Regions from separate parts of the Ovis aries genome. Here region 1 is linked to region 2. A link is a contact called in public Hi-C data. All regions are on one chromosome and are shown on one strand. Each heading gives the region's core, a stretch centred on a gene start, on an enhancer-like site or on the middle of the called end of the contact. The rest is flanking DNA. Distances are from core to core; before and after follow the strand shown. Region 1 overlaps HIVEP2 (HIVEP zinc finger 2). Region 2 has its middle 270 kb from the start of HIVEP2.

Region 1 (2,700 bases), core at 73-2,572, 210 kb after region 2:
CAGGGTCACTTAATTGAATGCCATTTAAATGGCCCAATCAAAACCTTGCTACCATGAAGGCAGGGTCACATCCAGAAGCTGGAGGTAAGGACTCCAGTGCCCAGATCCACCCAGAACTTCTCTGCTGGAATAAAGCAACTTCTTCCTACATCCCTGCTGAGGCAGGTGCCAGAGAAAAAAGCAACCTGACCCCCTGAAGAGTCTCTGGAGCCCAGCAGTAAGTAACCTGAGCTGCTCTAGGTTATTTTTTGCTGAGGGCTAGTGGTTCTTAAAGGGACTGCGCTCTGCATGCACATATCCAGACACAGGACGCAAATCAATGAAAAGACCAATGAGATGTGCCTGTCTTCAGCTAAGGTAGTTGATCAGAAGTATGTTCAACGAGAAGGTATGTGAGCAAATGTTTTATTGCACTTTCAAGGGGATCAGTAGTAATGTCCTGTGATATAACATCATGGGAGTGCTAAATAACAGAGAACTCCACTGGTTTAATGTAGAAAAAGAAAGCAGGCATTCCCCAAGGATCTGTCCTCAGTGCCAGACTGCTACTTAAGAAGAGAGGGGGGCCCAGAGATTAGAGCTGGAGATGTCTGCCAGGACTGGGCTCTCCAGTTATCATCCCCCTAAATGCTCACGACAATCCTGACAAGTATAAAACAGTACAAAGAAGGAAAGCGGTGCTGTACGAGACTTTGGAACACTCTCACAAGTTACGTGATTTACGTGTTAGGTGAGTGCTGGTCTCTTCCAATAGTGTCTATTTGAATGAAGACTGCGAAAGCAAACACTCACCCAACTCATAAAACAATTCTCCTGAAACAACTAGTCCCTTCATTCTCTGTCCTACATCCCTAAACTGGCCAGGGAGGAACAGGAATAATCCAGTAACGAGGAAAGTGGGATCCAGAGTCACAAGTGCACAGATTTGGAAACCTGCTCCCCCACCAACTCACTGGGTGACCTTGGGCATGCTAGCTACACGTATGAAGCTTCAGTGGCAATAACAGTAATACTCATATCATCAGGCTGGTTTGGAGATTAAATAAGATACTCATAGGCGTAGTGTACTTGGACTTGTGCCTGGCACATGGAACCCTTCAGTTAAACAGTTGCTATTATTAGTTGCATTAGTATTCCTATTCAGCAAGGGTGTAATTCAAGTTGCCTTGAAATCTGGCCATGTATAATCATGAGAAAAATAACGTATCAGCTAGCTGTCGGGCAGGTAGCTTACAGATGTAATCTCTGTTGCCCACAACTCTGCCAGGCAAGTGATGCTAACCCCTGTGCCGATGACGGACGTGAGGCTCAGAGGTTTCGTAACCAGCCTGAGTCATAACTAGTAAGTGACACAGCAGGGATTTTAACTCAGGTCTGACTTCAAAGCCTGTACTCCTTCCATCCAACTGAGAAATAGTTGGGGAGCAGTGTGGAAAGAGGAGGGGAAGGATCCTCTCAGTCAGTTTTTATTCCACAGCTTGTGAACTATTCCCTTAGGTCAGCCACATAACCTCTCTGTCCCATTTCATCTTCCAGCTGTGATTATTTTTTGGGGGGGAGCAGGATCTGACTTCTGCAGCAAGTCACCCACCTATTATTGATCAACAGGTAATTCTACAGAGAATAATAAAGTTCTCTGTAATCCTATTAAAACTACATTATTCTAAGTGGTTGTTTCTGAGCCATTGATCTTTAGAAATCCACAACCTCTATATAATATAAATCATGCAAAAATACAAATGCCCAACATCTCATAGTTCACAAGCATTGGCTCAATTAATCAAGATACTCAGCAAGGTGGCTACGTGCCGGTTTCTTAGGTGAAGAAAGAGAGACACAGGTTAAGTCAACTGCTCACAGTCACATAGTCAGGAAAAAGCATACTTAGCACTTGAATATCCAGTTTTTCTGATGACCTATCTCTGTTCTGTCCATTTTACTCTATCTTTCTCTGGAAGAATACCAGGATGATCTGCTATGCTGAGAAATACACTAAGGTATGATCTATTATTAGTATTCCCTTCTGTCCTTCATGCACTGCCTTTTACTTATGCTATAAAACATAGTTTCAATTAACATCTATGCTGCTCTCCAACATAGCGCAGAGAAAACCAGTCGACAGGATAACTTCCCAAGGCCGGAGTGGCTGGGGTACAGGGTCATGTTTTACTTGTCGCAATAGAACTTGAAGTGTCTTAGGGATAGGTGTTCAATAATTTCATTGACTAAAGCTCAAGACAAATATTACTTTATAAAATCATATGTATATCCCTATTTTGAATAATGATTTTAAAAAATATAGGTGCTCTGAACAAGAGAATGACAACAGATGTTATGTTTCAGAATAACATTTGTTTAATGTCTACCACGTGGATTGCACAGTCCTAAATGCTTTACATTTACTAACTTATGTATTCCTGGCAACATTTCTAGAGGTACGCACTGTCATTATCCTATGTTACAGTCAAAGAAACTAAGCCACATTAACTTGCCCAAAGGCATAAAGATAGGTAGTTGCAGAGCAATAACTTGAACCCAGCAATTCTGGCAACCAGAGTTCAGATCTCATGTAATCTTCACAACAACCCCAGGCAGCAGTGCTCATCATCTTGGAGACTGAAGGTTGTCCTTGATGATTCACTGATAATCAGGAGAAAAATGGGCTTCCCTTGTGGCCCAGCTGGTAAAGAATCCACCTGC
Region 2 (2,700 bases), core at 24-2,523:
TTGGACACACTGAGTCTGGGCCACCTGTCCTCAGCGGTGAATCCCTCCCTGATATCAAAAAAGAGGACTTCACGTCATTCCTCAAATCAAGCCAGTCTGCTATGGTTTTCCTTGAAATGCAGTAGAATGTGTTTAATTTTTACATCTTCATGCAAAACCTAGAGAGAAGTCCTCTTCAAACCATTGATTTTGAAGATGGACCTTAAACCTACCCTCAATGGAGCCCCTTTGGTCTGTGTCGCCCAACCAGGCACCTCGAGGCCATTATTCCTAAACTGAGAATGGGCCAGCTCATTGTGTGGATTAGAGCTTCAGACTAAATATGAAGTTTGAGGTTTCAGTCTCCACTGAGGCAGTGAGTTTTCAGAGGCATCATTAGTTTTTGGCATTCATTCATCACAGGGCCAAATTAATAACCAGAGTTCTGCACATCTCCCCTTGTGATACAGATTTTGTAAGAGCACAGAAATCATATCACAAACCCTCCAATCAATTCTGGGTCCAAATCTCCAACCACCTCTTTTTTTAAAAAATAAATGATTTCTTTATTCTTGTCTGTGTTGGGTCTTCACTGCTGTGTGTGAACTTTCTCTAGTTGCGGCGAGTGAGAGCTACTCTAGCTGCGGCACACAGGCTTCTCAATGTGGTTACCTGTGGCAGAAAATGGGCTCTAGTCACACAGGCTTCGGAAGTTTCCCCAAGACATGTGGAATCCTCCTGGACCAGGGATCAAACCTGTCCCCAGCATGGGCAGGCAGGTTCTTAACCACTGGACCACCAGGGACGTTCCCAACCACCTCTTTTAACTGACACACCAAGCCAATATTTCTCCCACCCCAAATCACCCGAGAAACTAGAGAGCCCACCCATATAACCCAGAGCCCACCAACAGCATTCAAATTAGCCAGCCTTAAGCCACTGCCCCTGCCCGCCTTTCCTTTCCCATGGAAAACGCAATAAATATTTTCCCCTGGATCTTGCATCTATCCCCTGAGAAAACCTGGTGCTTCCCCCTGTGGCCCTATTGGACATGGCATACCCCTTGGACATGGTAAGCCCCTTCCTGTAAGTAACTGTAAGTAATAAAAATTTTCTTTCAATAGTATTAGCCTCTCTGCATCATCACTCATTCACCTTTATAAATTAAAATCCAGGCACAAATTAACCTTGCCCACATCTATCCTATTAGCTACAAGGCTATCCTGGTAAACAGATGTAACTGGCTCATCATGCACACGTCACAATTAGGGAAGGACGGTCCCAGGGGCATGCTTTGTTGGTGCTAGTTCAGCAGCATCTTCATCTATAAATAGTGTGACCATATGTCCCACTATGTCCTGTAGAGTCCAAGCTTACCCCTGTCGACCTGTGCAATTATTAATAGTGCTCTCGTTCACTCTCAAAGCAGTCACAGTTTGGAATATAAATTATGTGGCTACCGTAATATAAAGGACCAACAATTAAGCACCCATTAAACAGGTAAATGACTTTGTTACAGAGGAGTAATTGCAATCATTTGCTTTTACATTTTCACTTGACAAAAGGGTGTAAATGAATGTTACAGACTTTCTAAATATATGTGTTATTCTGCACATAATATGCAAGAAATTAAAAAAGAAAAACCAGCTGCATGAAGTATGTATACAAAGCAGAGCAATGAATTATGATTGCTCTGAGGATATTTTGTAAGGATTGAGGGAGATGGTAGTGTTGGCCACCATGACTGAGTAGCTGGATAAGGATAAGGGTAAGAGTCACTATGGGCCACACCATTGCTTGAACATCTTCATGTGTTTCATTTTTATTTATTTTTTATTTTAAAAATATTTATTTTGCTGTGTCAGGTCTCAGTTGCCATGTATGGGCTCCTCTAGTTGCAACTCATGGGCTTAGCTGCCCCATGGCATGTGGGAACTTAGTTCCCCAACCAAGGACAGAACCTACGTCCGCTGCTTTGGAAAGCACTGGACCACCAGGGAAATCCCTCCATGTGCTTTATTTGATATTGGAGATGAGATGTAATCACTCAATCCTTTCACAAACATATTTTGTTTCTCTACAATTAGAATCAGCTTCCATTCTTTTCCTCAAGGAGCTTATTCTATAAAGGGAGAAATTAACACACTGGAGTATTTCCAAAGGTACAAGCACAGATTACTATAGGCCCATCTAGAAGCATATATCCTAGTCCTTGGGGTATAAAGAACTTTACAACTAAAATTTGGAGAGAGTTGTGGGAAGATAAGAGAATGAATTTTAAGAACTGTTAGTATATGACCCACTGAGAGTAGGGCCCATTTTTTAAGGTCCAAGAAGTGAAAGAACAGAGTCTGAGGGCATCGGAGCACCAGGTTAGGGGACAGCCTGACATCAAGCATTCAAACAAACAGGATCTAATGATGCCTAGTGGCTCAGATGGTAAAGAATCTGCCTGCAGTGCAGGAGACCCAGGTTCGTTCCCCAGCCTAGGAAGATCCCAGGGATCCCAGAAGGAAATGGCTACCAACTTCAGTATTCTTGCCTGGAGAATTCCATAGACAGAGGAGCATGGTGGGCTATAGTCCATGGGGCTGCAAAGAGCTGGACATGACTGAGAGACTAACACACACAAACAACAATGCCTAAAATGCTACTGAAGTTCTGGCCTCAAGTCTTAGCATTTCTTGACAAATAGAAATGAGGCATGCTCAGGATCGCCTT

Evidence for each region. Hi-C and Micro-C count contacts between places; a contact is called where the count stands out from the background.
Region 1: a contact with region 2 is called in a Hi-C map of muscle, with 3 times the contacts expected there. The contact joins two enhancer-like sites. A contact is called at or near these places in 2 of 16 Hi-C or Micro-C datasets (liver and muscle).

What each region holds. Positions count from the first base shown.
Region 1 is chr8:67,547,834-67,550,533 of ARS-UI_Ramb_v3.0, forward strand. The region is part of intron 2 of HIVEP2 (HIVEP zinc finger 2); the gene reads right to left. Among named protein-coding and RNA genes, the nearest start is that of HIVEP2, 59 kb to the right of the region's middle. Within about 2 kb of position 1,323, at least 7 of the 54 cell types and tissues checked have an H3K27ac peak or open chromatin away from gene starts, as enhancers often do. A contact at or near this core is called in muscle, where this site is marked.
Region 2 is chr8:67,340,813-67,343,512 of ARS-UI_Ramb_v3.0, forward strand. No RefSeq gene overlaps it. Among named protein-coding and RNA genes, the nearest start is that of HIVEP2, 270 kb to the right of the region's middle. Within about 2 kb of position 1,274, at least 2 of the 54 cell types and tissues checked have an H3K27ac peak or open chromatin away from gene starts, as enhancers often do. A contact at or near this core is called in muscle, where this site is marked.